Linked DNA regions of Mus musculus: regions 2, 3 and 4 are each linked to region 1. A link is a contact called in public HiChIP or PLAC-seq data. All regions are on one chromosome and are shown on one strand. Each heading gives the region's core, a stretch centred on a gene start, on an enhancer-like site or on the middle of the called end of the contact. The rest is flanking DNA. Distances are from core to core; before and after follow the strand shown. Region 1 has its middle 22 kb from the start of Gm31976. Region 2 overlaps Rbm19 (RNA binding motif protein 19). Region 3 overlaps Rbm19 (RNA binding motif protein 19). Region 4 has its middle 34 kb from the start of Gm31836.

Evidence for each region. HiChIP or PLAC-seq counts read pairs in DNA pulled down with a chosen protein or histone mark.
Region 2: an H3K4me3 HiChIP or PLAC-seq map of forebrain shows a contact between it and region 1, with 4 times the contacts expected there. The contact joins two enhancer-like sites. A contact is called at or near these places in 9 of 115 datasets of contacts at active chromatin or transcription factors (astrocytes, cardiomyocytes, embryonic basal ganglia and 6 more) and 3 of 9 other capture datasets (embryonic stem cells, liver and pancreatic islet).
Region 3: a contact with region 1 is called in an H3K4me3 HiChIP or PLAC-seq map of embryonic forebrain, with 3 times the contacts expected there. The contact joins two enhancer-like sites. A contact is called at or near these places in 9 of 115 datasets of contacts at active chromatin or transcription factors (cardiomyocytes, craniofacial prominence, embryonic basal ganglia and 6 more).
Region 4: an H3K4me3 HiChIP or PLAC-seq map of embryonic forebrain shows a contact between it and region 1, with 3 times the contacts expected there. The contact joins two enhancer-like sites. A contact is called at or near these places in 1 of 484 Hi-C or Micro-C datasets (nephron progenitors) and 9 of 115 datasets of contacts at active chromatin or transcription factors (craniofacial prominence, embryonic basal ganglia, embryonic forebrain and 5 more).

Annotation. Positions count from the first base shown.
Region 1 is chr5:120,407,721-120,410,691 of GRCm38.p6, forward strand. No RefSeq gene overlaps it. Among named protein-coding and RNA genes, the nearest start is that of Gm31976, 22 kb to the right of the region's middle. Within about 2 kb of position 1,426, at least 44 of the 459 cell types and tissues checked have an H3K27ac peak or open chromatin away from gene starts, as enhancers often do. A contact at or near this core is called in embryonic basal ganglia, embryonic forebrain and forebrain, where this site is marked.
Region 2 is chr5:120,172,942-120,175,912 of GRCm38.p6, forward strand. Rbm19 (RNA binding motif protein 19) reads left to right here. Exons shown (of 24, transcript NM_028762.1): 22 at 2,918-2,971. Among named protein-coding and RNA genes, the nearest start is that of Gm10390, 35 kb to the left of the region's middle. Within about 2 kb of position 1,555, at least 25 of the 459 cell types and tissues checked have an H3K27ac peak or open chromatin away from gene starts, as enhancers often do. A contact at or near this core is called in forebrain, where this site is marked.
Region 3 is chr5:120,193,251-120,196,221 of GRCm38.p6, forward strand. The region is part of intron 23 of Rbm19 (RNA binding motif protein 19); the gene reads left to right. Among named protein-coding and RNA genes, the nearest start is that of Gm31836, 41 kb to the right of the region's middle. Within about 2 kb of position 1,536, at least 53 of the 459 cell types and tissues checked have an H3K27ac peak or open chromatin away from gene starts, as enhancers often do. A contact at or near this core is called in embryonic basal ganglia, embryonic forebrain and forebrain, where this site is marked.
Region 4 is chr5:120,268,008-120,270,978 of GRCm38.p6, forward strand. No RefSeq gene overlaps it. Among named protein-coding and RNA genes, the nearest start is that of Gm31836, 34 kb to the left of the region's middle. Within about 2 kb of position 1,569, at least 24 of the 459 cell types and tissues checked have an H3K27ac peak or open chromatin away from gene starts, as enhancers often do. A contact at or near this core is called in embryonic forebrain, where this site is marked.

The sequences.
Region 1 (2,971 bases), core at 176-2,675:
AATAGGTACAAAGATCGATATTTGATAGTTATGTATATAGAAGCAGGCATATAAATGATCTTTGAATAGGTAGTTGGTAGATAGTAGCCTATGTCCTCTGAGAAGCCATAAGGGGGTGTGTCTCTAGCATCAAGATGGAGTGCACAGCCGCGTGCCTTGGTTTCTTCTCCTAGTCTCCTGACAATGGACCATGAGTTGCCAACATGAGCCTCATTGCTGGAAACAATTCCATGTGTTCTCCGTGTGTGCTTGTCTGCAGGCACTCCAGAACTGAGCAAGCCTGTCTGAACACCTTTACAACTCTGCCAATACTTAGAGCCATGAAGTGTGGGCTTCCAACTCCTTGGATTGGCTGTCCCCTGAGCCTGCACCTATGCCAATCCTAGATAGCCCTCACTCTTTATACCATAGTACATTTTTGTTACCATTTCCATATGTGTTTCTCAGACAGCTAATGAGTCTCTTCTCATGCTCTCTTGTCTAGAGCTCACAACGTTCTGTCAAAGTTGTGAGTAGAACAGCTCCTCTCATTTTATGTTTTGTTTTGGGTTTTGTGGGCTTGTCTGCTTGTCTGTCTGTCTGTCTGTTTGTCAAGACAGGGTTTCTCCATGTAGCCTTGGCTGTCTATACACCAGGTTGGCCTTGAACTGCCTATGCCCCACCGAGTGCTAGGATTATATGCCACTACCGTCTAGCTAGTTTCTCTTTTCTTCTAGAACAGTTTGTATGATAGAATAATCCCTTGCCTCTCATTATCTTGTGCAGAATTCACCTGTACATCCATCTGAACCAGGTGCCTTTTTGAGGTGGGGTGAGGTGTAATTGCACGGAAAGTTACTCTCTGAGGACATTCGACTAGCTTTGGTACACCTATCAGAAACAACCGGAAGAGTTGATGCTTCCAGATTGGCAGAGAAAGAACAAAATTGGGTGGTCACAGAGCGTCAGGGTGCAGAAAGCCCACCAGGGTGTGATTTCAATACAGACATCAGTCACACACCACACGTAGTTCAGGTGACAAGGATTAGGAGAAACATGTGTTCTGCATGGCCACCTGCCTGGGGACTTTGGGTTTGGTTTTTGTTTTTCCTGACAGGGTATCACTATGTAGCCCTGGTTACCCAGGGCTGGCCTCAAACTCTGATATACAACTGCCTCTGCCTTCTGTGACTTGGGACTAAACGCATATACCACATGTTCTGTTTGTGAGCCTGCAGGTGCTTGGTGTTGGTGCATCAATGCTATCCTACACTGTGCCCAAGGTTTCCCTGGGCTTAGGCTGTGCTTCATATGTGAATGTTTCTGCGTGTCCACCAATACACACACCTACCACTCCCACCCACCAGGACCCGCCAGCACAGCTGTGCACAGCGCCCGCGCGCGTGCACACACGCGCAGAACTGTCTATTTATCATTTATATTATGTGAACGTCACACCACCTCGTGCCTGTGTGTCTGTGGTGACATTGGTGAGGACGGGGTCTGGGGTGTCTCTTGGGGGGTGTATCACCTATGTGGAGTGTCTCATTATGTGGATCTGTTTGTTAAACAAAACCGCGCATATGTGCACACATGTGTGCATCTGTGTGTGTGTGTGTGTGTGTGTGTGTGTGTGTGTGTGTGTGTGTGTGTGTAGGGCTGTTCCCACCCCGTCTGGCTCCACAGACACCCCACATTGCTTCTGCCTGTTGGCGTCTGTCCCCTGCACCCACGCAGCCTCCCCTGTTCCCCCCTCCCCAGTCTGTTTGCAAAGACACCGGCACAATGGGGCCTCGCGTGTGGACGTGCGCGCCTTCCTTTTATTTTGCCCACTGTTCTGTGACAGCAGCAGGCTCCCAGCTACCTCCTCTTCCACAGCGGCGCTCCTTTGGGGATATCAAGGGCAAGCCAGAGAAGGGTTACCTGGAGAAAAGGGTTGCTAGGCAACCAAACACCCACCACCCCGGAGCACCACCAACCCAAAACTCCGTTCCAGGCCTGCAACCAGATTAGCATATTAATGAGGCTGTAATTTCCCCCGAATTGTCTGCGCGGCGCACACTCACCTCACCGCACACTGGCCCAGGAGTTTGCTATGCAAATAAACCGGTTTTACAGACTGCGACTTAATTAATCCATCAAGTCCATCCACCTCACAGGAAAGACAGACGAACTACAGATTAATGAACCCGTGTTTGCCTACCCTTCTCCCCCTGCTACAGCAAGCTGCCTCTCGCCTTTTCCTCTCTACAGTCCATCTTTCTTCCTTTCTCTCCCCCGTGGGGGGACCACGGGCCCACCTGGAGTCCCCCCCTTCCTCCCTCCATCCCAGCCTTCCTTGCACCCCCAGCCTCATTCGCTGACCCCTGCCTAGAACCGGAAAGTCCCCGTGTCCAGCCTAGCCTCAGGGTTTTTCCAAAGCATCGGTCCCCTCTCTACCCCAGGCTGCCGGAGGAGCAGAGCCCTGGAAATGGAACGCTGTCTCTTTAACGAGAGGAGCGCGCAGGTTTTATTTTTGACTCATAGTTTAGCCTCGGCCCTGATATTCAATCAGCTGAATACAGAGTCGAGAAGAAGAGAGCGCGTTCTCCCCGCCTGCGTGTTAATTAGAAACGCCAGTCCTGGCTGCCGCCCACACTAATCAACTTTGTCCACATCTTGATGGAAGACACACACCCAGGAGGGATCCTGGGACTCTTGGGGGACCCAGTAAGCTGAGCACAGGATGCAGGAGACCCCTCTGGAGGAGGATGCTTTGAACATTGGACCCATTCTGCCTTCATCTCTTTTTCTGTCTTCCTGGTTCGCTTCTCCCTGAGGGCGGTGCCACTGCCTCCAGGAAGCCTTCTCAGATTGGCAGGGTTATAAATCTAAAGACATGCCCCACCTTAGAATATCTCCTCTCCACCACTGCCTCCCACACCCCCAGCAAACACACACAAGGAAAAAAGTTCACCACTGGCTTCTCCAGCCTTTCAGACAGGAGGGTCAG
Region 2 (2,971 bases), core at 305-2,804, 230 kb before region 1:
CCTTTGCCCCATGCTTTTCTCATCTGTCAGCCAGAGGTGGTGACAGTATTGACCCCAGCGAGCATTGTTACATCTGGGGGTGGCAGGTCTCAGAGCTGAGCGGTGGGTGGGGGTGGGGGGCTCCTTTGTCGCTGAGGTGACAGTAGTAGTAATGGACAATGACAGTGTTCCGAAGCCTCCAGTCTACATTTCTAGAAGTGTCCTCACATACTGGTAAGTTCTTCCTAAGCTCTAACTCTTAACTCTCAGCTGCTCCTCAGCCTGGCTCTTTACCAGGATCACCCCCCTGAAGCTCCTGGGGTCTTTAGGCACGAGTTCCTTGGCCATTCAGTCTAGAAGCCCCAAGCCTAGGTTGTGGACTCTCCCAAAGGCCCCCAGCTCCCATCCCCACTCCAGTTCCATGGTGGCTCCAGACTGTCCTGGCTCCCGCCACCGCACTCTGAGATGCACATCTACAGACCACAGCAGCCCGGCCCCTTCCTTCCGCCTCCTCACCAGCTTCTTTCTCCACCTTTTAATTATTTTCCTTGCTTCCTCCGGCCCCTCGGCTGCTTACCATGCACCGAGCATCCACGCTCACAGCGCGATGTGGAGGGGAGGCATTAACCTCAGCAGCCATCCCCAACCCTGCCCTCCTCTCCCTCTCTCTGTCTCCCTTCCCTGCTCCCTACCCCAACACAGCCAGGCAAAAAGAAGGTGCACATGGTCCTCTCCCTTGCCCCCACAATCCTGGGTGGGTCACTAGGACTAGCTACCACCTTACACACATACACATACACCACTTCACCCTGGATTTAGCCATATTTGGGGAAGGAAGAAGTCCCACTTCTGGCTTGTCTCTGTGGGGAACAGGGCAGGCTTGAACTAACCATCCTGTGGCCAAGCAGGGGACATCACCCTCTGCTGTTTCCCACCCAGAACAGGGCTGCTTTCCCTGGATGGCTTGTTTGTAAAGCAGGGTGGAAAGACTTGGGTGGTGGACTCCACAGCCCCTCTTCATAGTCCCTGCCTCTTCCGGCTGTCTCCTGCTGTTGGTCATTCTGGAAGTGGTTTTGGCAGAACCTGTGCAGGGCAGACATTGGGCGCCAGGCTGCAGGCACGGCACAAGCAAGATGAGTGGGGGTCCTTTCACTAGAAGAATTGCACTCGCTTGCACATACATACACACACACACACACAGACTGGGTGGTTCTAGTTGGTTCACTATGGGCAGTGGCATTGTGACAGGCGTACTGGAGATGAGGGGAGTGTGGCTGGAGAGCTGGAGAGCAGTGGGTGTTGGCACCCTCTGCTCTGTCAGACAACCAGCCTGACTGCCCCATGTCATCTATCTAGCCTTCCTACATTAGATGCCAAGCCCTCAGACTTGGGCTCGCAATGTCCCCACAGGTGACCTAGAGAACCAGTGACCAATGAGCCATTTCTGTGGACCAGGCTGGGAGCCTGCCTCAGCCATCCCCAGCTCTCCCTGTTCCTGTCAGCACCACCCACGCATAGAGACTGGTAGAGGGACCCAAGGCCGTGTGTCGTGGGACGTGCAGGCCTTTAGGTGGCAGAATAAAGCAAGGTTTTGCTGGCTGTTTGACTGGTGGCTCTCCAGGCTTCTCATCTGACCTGCTCAGACTCCGACCCCCCTCCAAATCAGCTAAGAGCTCCCTCTCAGCAAAGAGTCTGGCCAGACTCCCCTCTGCCTCTTTCCTTCCCATCCTGGGGAGGCTAGCCTTGTCGCCAGCTCCATTCCCTGAGGCCTGCACAGGCGTAGGGATGGGGGGAGCTGACAGGGAGAGCTGGACGTGCCGATTCATTTTTAGGCTTCATAATGCTGCGTTTACACACAGCCCTGCCTTCAGAAATGGGGCCAGCGGATGCCGGCTCATGCTGGCAGGGCTGCAGGTTAACGCCCCAGATTTAACTTACATCATTGTGTGAGGGCTTATGGCCTGCACTGTGTTCTTTACCCAATCGGTCCTTGGCCTGAAGCATCCCAAACCACGGTGTATGGATGCATGGACCCCGTGGCCACCAGAGAGTATAGATTTTCAAATAAAAATAAGACCTCTCTTCAAATGCAGAGCGCATTGAATATTTATCAGTGGCAGTGTGTGCGTACATATTTGATAAATGGACATTACAAAGGGATTGGGGTGGGGGCATGCAGCCAAGCGACCCTGAGGAAGCTCATTTCCTTTGTCCTAGAGTCTTTCAAAGGTTAACTCAATGGAGAGGAGAGGGTCAACCCCAAGGGTGGTCCAGGCCACAGGTCCCTGGTTGGGTTTTCTGCCCCAAAACACTGCCTGCCTGGCATAGCAGGTATCAAAGGAAGCTGTAGAGGACATGCAGCTCAGAAGGAGGGGTTGTGTGTCTTCAGATCCCTGCACATCGGGGCATCTCCAGCGCCCAGGTTCTAGGTTAACAGCAAAGATTTCATGGATTGGAGTCAGTCAGCTTAGGCTTGGCACGTGCCCGGTCCCGGATATGGAGGCTTGCCTGGGAAAGGTCAGGGGACCCCACTGACCGTGCACCCAAGAGCCTTGACTCCCATAGTCATCCCCTTGCACTGGCTGGGGAAATTCCTGGCCTGGCACGGCCTGCTCAAGACCTATCCCCATGGGGAAAGAACAAGTGTCAAGGTGTCCCCCAGGTGGCAGGAGCGACACCAAAAATTTCCCATCAGCACCTTCCATCCTGATGGTGCCCTCCCTCCCCCAAGTGGTGGCCAGCAGGGAGAAGAAAGCCACGCCTGCAGAGGAGAGAGGGCTGGGTATGGGGGAGCAGGAAGGCACATGAACGAGCCAGGCAGTGGATGTTCCCGCAGCTAGCAATCTCTGGTAACCGACGGGGTCCAGAGCCCTTGGTGTCCCTCAAAGCCCTTAGGCCCCCAGCGCTCACTCTCTGATGTCTGCCTTTTTGTCTCTAGCACCTTTGGGGAACTGAAGACAGTGCGCCTGCCGAAGAAGATGACAGGGACAGG
Region 3 (2,971 bases), core at 286-2,785, 210 kb before region 1:
AGTGGCGGCCTCAAGTGCCTGTGATAGGCAACAAGAAGCACGCAGACCAGCAGCCACCAGCTGAGCCATCGGTGTCTTGCCTGCAACATGTTGAACACAAAACAGTATTGGATTCATCACTGTTTGGCCACTGGAAGATCTGACCTGGAAATCAGTTTCAAGGCATTCATAGGAAATCAGATCCGGCCACCCTGGTCCCACACCCCACACAGAAGCCTGTAGAGCCACTGTGCATTTATGAGATGTGTGTTTCCTGTTGCCCAGTCCACGGCACACGGCCCTCCCAATGCTGGGACTCCTGCTTACTCCACAGCCACGTGTCTCTGTGTCATCTCAGCTTGGACCCAGGAGGAAGAAAAGATCATAATGAAAATGAGCCTCCAGGCTAAGCAGGGCTGCAGGAGCCTGTGGGAGCCTCCACTCTCCCAAGACTGCACAGGGTTCCCAGCCCTGGTAGCCCACACTCACATAGGCCAAGGACAGAAGACCCCAGGTCAGTGTGGGCCCCTTCCCTATCTTGGGTTAAGCCCACCGTGATCGAGGTTGGGGTTCCACATGCACAGGGCCAATCCAGTTATCTGGACCTCCAGGCAGGAAGATGCCCAGGATGGACATCTTGGAGAGAAGTTAGCCTGTGGCCACTTTACAACCTCCCACCATTTAGGTCCCTTCCTCACTGGGCAGAATCACAGTGGAGAATGTGTCTGTGAGAAGCAAACCCCACTCACTGCCTACCTTACTTGAATAAGATCCACATCCCTGCCCTTTGAGGTGGGTCTGTTGGGCTTACTGTTGTGTGAATACTGTCCTGTGACTCACTCTGCTTCTGCTTCTGTTGCCGAGACTGAGGGTAGAGCTGTCACTTTCCACTGCAAGGCAAGTGTCAGTGGGACACTTGGCTATGATGTGAGGAAAAGGCCCCCAGAGTGAGCTCAGCACCATGTAGAGAGCCAGTCTGTACCCACAGGGCTTCCCCACAGCTCAGGGCTCATGTACCCAACTTGTGGGATTCCCCACAGGCACTTAGAGACCTGACCCTGCCTGTGTCCCAGCTCAGCCACGGCAGCTCAGCCCCTTCTGCTGGGTGCTGGCCGTCAGAGTCACTTGATGGTACATTTAACACTTCTTGTCTATCTTGGCCGGTGCCTTCTGGCAACTGAGTGTTCACCCTTGTGCTAGCCAAAGTCCTGAAGGCCCTGTGGCTTGTCACTTCCTGCATTTCTAAACAGGATCTCGCCATTGTCCAGGCTGGCTGCTCACCACCAGGCTCAGACCATCTTCCTGTGCCAGCCTCCCTGGTCCTGGGGTACCAGGCATGGCCAGCACATGCAACTTGTGCTTAGACGCTTCGTCTTCATTCGGGAACTGAGCCCAAACAGGGAAAGCAACTGGCTTGCATGCAGCCTCCATCCAGAGTGGCAGGGTCTGCTGCAGGCCTGCTGGCTTCCCCTTCTGGGCCGCCTCTGTCTCGCCTGCCTCTTCACGGAGCCCTTCCAGCGTCCTTTCTCCCTGTCAGCCCTGCTCTCCTCCCCAGCCTCCCTCTCCTCCCATGAAGCCTTTCTCCTGTCTTCCCACAGTCCCCCGCCTGCCCGCCCGTGCCTTCCATGCAGGCGACATTGCCAGCCAGGGAAGGGAAAAAAAGATGCGGGCTGGCATTCTGTCAAGGAATTAATTGAAAAATAAAACCATTAGGTGGGAACTGGAGAAATGCAGAAGTGGGTGTTTGGAGGTTGGGGGGAGGGGGCAGGACTGGGGGGCTGTTGGGGGCCGGCCGAGCTTTTTGTTGAGTTCATTTCTCGGTATTGATGTTTGGTGACAGTCACTTGTTGTTTATCTCCAGGAGCAGCTGCGCTGTGGAAGGAAAATGCGCGGCTTGTTCCGTTTATTTATTTCACACCTTCCCTGGGTTCTGCTTTGTGTTTGTTTGGTGAAGGCCCACGGAGGCCTCCGACATGGGGAAGCGGGGTTTCCACAGCTGTTCCTGCCAGGCGGAGCCGGCACTCCATGTGGAGGCAGGCCAGTGGGGGTGGGGGGCTGGGTGGCAGCAGTGAAGACGAGAAATGGGGGTGAGTGGCCCAACCCCCATCCCTGGCTGTAGACTTGAACCTGACCCATCAGTAAGGTGCACCCACCCCATCCTTACGGCCACCCCAGGAGGTGGCAGAGAGCAGGGGTGACATGCTCAGGGTGACTTGGCTGGTGATGGCAGATGGGCACTACAGAAAGCAGCTGTTCAGAAAGTGCATGAAGACTTGGGCTAAGGAACCCTACTCTGAGCAAAGACAGGCTGGTGCTGTGAGCACAGGCTGAAGGCAGTGGCTACCATGAAGCAGTCCCCAAGGCTTCCTCCCTGAGGACTGTTAGCAGGGCAGTGTTCAGAGGTCCTGGCCAAGAGTCAGTTGGCTCCTGGCTGGGGTCCCAGGCAGGTGTTGCCCAGGTCTCTGTGATGAGAGAGAAGTGTGTGTGTGTGTGTGTGTGTGTGTGTGTGTGTGTGTGCACGCGCGCACATGCGTGCGCGAGTTTGTGTAGCAAGGTATTCATGGAAACCATTCATGGCTTCATACATTCTTCTCTCTGCTCCTTTTGCCATAGCCTGATCCCTTTGAGCCCGGTTGTACCCTGGCCCTCTTCAGTCAGTCTATCAGTCTCTCAGTAGACATTTACTGAGGGCTGCTTGTATTAAGACAGTTCTGGGCATTGGAGCACAGGGGCAGGCATGATAGGCATCCCTGCCTTCCAGCAAGAGACAAACAGCAGCAAAGCCAAAAGGTCTTAGGGGTACTGTGGGGCACCCAGGGATGCTTCACCACAGGCATGAGGCCCCTGAGCAGCCCAGTAGAGCATTCTAGATAGGCCACAGCAGTGCAAAGGCCCTGAGGTGAGAGGAATGGGTACAGGATAGGGAAGGGGCCGGCTCCTGTGGACTGGTTGCCAACAATATGACAGTTTGGCTTCCCCCAGGAACAGGGCA
Region 4 (2,971 bases), core at 319-2,818, 140 kb before region 1:
GTATGCCCCCAAGCAGGACTGACTAGGGCTTCCGTCATCGTGGATTTTGTCTAAGGGAGAATGAATCAAATGCAGATGTATTGAGCAACATGGACAAGTTATTTCTGCTGTATGTATTAAATATTATTTTTGCTGGGGTGGGGAGGGGGTGGTAGCAGTGGTGGTATGTGTGTGTGGTGTGGTGTTCCTGTGGAGGACTGAGAACATCTTTGTGAAGGGGGCTCACTCTTCCATATCTATGGGGTTGCTGGGAGAGAGCCCCAGCTCTAGGCTTGTGCAGCAAGTGTCTTTTCCTGCCTAGCCAGCCTACCTTCTTTTTCTTTCCTTCTCTTTAAATGTGTGCGCACATGTATGTGTTCTTATGTATATGGTTGTCTTCCCTGGGTTTCTTATTGCCATGATAAAACACCATAACTAAAAGTAACTCGGGAAGGAAAGGCTTTACCTGGCTTTTCCTGGCTTTAAAGTTCTACTTCCCTGTCCATCATGAAAGGAAGAAGTCGGGGCAGGAACCTGGAGGCAGGAACTGAAGCAGAAGACAAGAGGAGCAAGCCAGTAAGTAGCCCTCCATCATTCTGGGGCGTCATCTTCATCTTCATCCTCTGTCTCAATTCCTGCCTAGAGTTCCCGCTCTACCTTCCCTGTCGGATGGGCTGGGACCTGGAGGCTGTAAGCTGAATAAACCCTTTCCCTAAGTTGCTTTTGGTCCTGATGTTTTACCACAGCAATAGAAACCCTAACTAAGACAATGGGTGTGTGTTTGTGTCTGGTGCCTTGATATGGAGGCTAGAGGACAATCTCGGGTGTCAACCTCAGGAGTACTGCCCATCTTCCTTGAGACAGGGTCTCTCATTAACCTGGAGCTAATGAGAGTTAGGTTAGGCTGGCAGCCAGTCCCTCCCCCCCCACCCCCCCCCCACACCTCCAGCACAACGACTATATTGCAAGATACCACACCTGCTTGTATCCGACTCAGGCTTGAGTTGGGACTTTTGAGTCACTTCCAAGACAGAATAGTATAGATAGTGACAGTCCCCACGCTATCTGTGGGGTCCATCTGTGAACCTGAACTTTTACCTATTTTGACCACATAACGCCTCAACGAGGAGATGCTGTAACCTGTATTTTACAAAGAGAAGGCCCGAGAGGCTCAGAGAAGTGCTGACACTTGTCAGGGATCACGTAGGCCATACATACAAAGTGGTCAAATGCTGCACTGTCTCCCCAGGCTAGGCAGTAATGGACCTGCTGTAAAAGCAAGGCTTTATCTGGACCCTGGTGGGGAGGGGTTTTAAGGGGGAATGAGGTAGAAGCCACTACCTAGCCTGGAGACGCTCCTTGGAAAAGGGGAACCACCAAGCTTCCTTTTTATGTATGGAGGGGTCCCTGTCTGTCCTTCGATTGGGCAGTGGCAGATGCCAGGCACACACGGAAGCCCCAGGGGTCTTACAGTTAGGTCTGCAGCAGGGTTGGATTGGCTGCAGCTGCAAGCATATGGGGACGTGAGTGGCTTCCTGAACAGCGGTATGTGTGGCCAGCTCAAGCCAAGGAAGCCCGAGGAAGCGCTCGTCCTTGTGCCTCGGTCTCAGGCCTCCGCTGTGCGCTTGTATTTAACGCCTCGCTCCATTTCCGAGCGAGCCTGGGTGCTGTGGGTTTGTTTGTCTAGCGACAGAAGGCAGCCTCCCAGGGAAGGGCCCTCCCTCGGCCCCCTCCACGCTCACACAGCCGGCCTAATGCTGCGTGGCGGGGCGCACTGATTAGGAAGCAAGCTGAGGGTCTCCTGGCACCACCACCGGATCAGGCTCTCCCCTGCCACGGGAAGCCAGCCTGAATCCCAAACTGGCAAAGACTTGGGGTGCTTCACCCCACAGCGAAGAGCGCCTGAGCAAACCTCACAGAAAATGAATCGCTGGCAAAAAGGAAAAGAAGCCATTTCCTGTTTCCAGAACACTACGCGGCTAGTTCAGCCCATGCGGGAGCCTGTGAGATACACATCAAAGCTGGGGAGCCATCTCCTCAGTAACGTGCTAGTACTAAAAGCATAAGGACCCGAGTTCGATCCCCGGGACCCACACAAAGAGTAGTGCACGGAGATACTAGCATCCTAACCCCAGCACTGGAGAGGTAGAGACAGGAAGATATCTAGGGCTTACTAACCAGCCAGACTAACCTGTTTGGTGAACTCTAGGTCTGTGAGAAACCCTCTCTCAGAGTAGGTGAACAAGTCTGTTAGGGTGCCCTCCCACCTCCCCAAACATGTACCTGCACCCCCTTTTTAAAAATCACCCATTGTGTTAAAAATAATCAGAATTAAATACAGAAAAATCAGATTCCATCATACTCCAAGCTACACAAAAAGCAACTGAATCTCTGCGAGTGTCTTTAACTCAAGATCCACATTTACAAACGCCAAGGAGAGACAGGATTTGAATGCAGTACTGCCTAACAAACACAAAACAACGTAAAATTCTGCTGTTAAGAAACAAAGGGACTCAAGGCTGTTAGCTTCACATCTGCAATGTCTTTGTCATGCAACTGACTTTAGGGACCTCTTGGCCTCAGTTTCCTAATCTGTAGAGTGGGGATGACAAGGCCAATGAGGTTTAAATGAATGGTGTAGAGCTGAGATGAGACAGTAGGTGGACAGGAAGGGGGCAGGATCACAAACAGCCAGTGCTTGGTGTGAGTCCACACCACAGAAGTCTCTTTCTGGTTAAGTCTCTAGAACCTAGTGTCTAGAAGCCATAGAGCTCTGTTCTAAAAGGAGGCAATGAACCCCTCTGGTGTAGTTAGTCCATTTTAGAGATGTGCAAACTGACGCTCTGGCCAGTTTGTTGGCCTGCTGTCATCTGCATGTGAGCTTGGTCAGATGCTGGCTAAGGATGGTGTGAAGAAAATGCACTGTGGGATCTCTCTCTTTCTCTACACACATACACACACACACACACACACACTCACACTCACAGAGCTG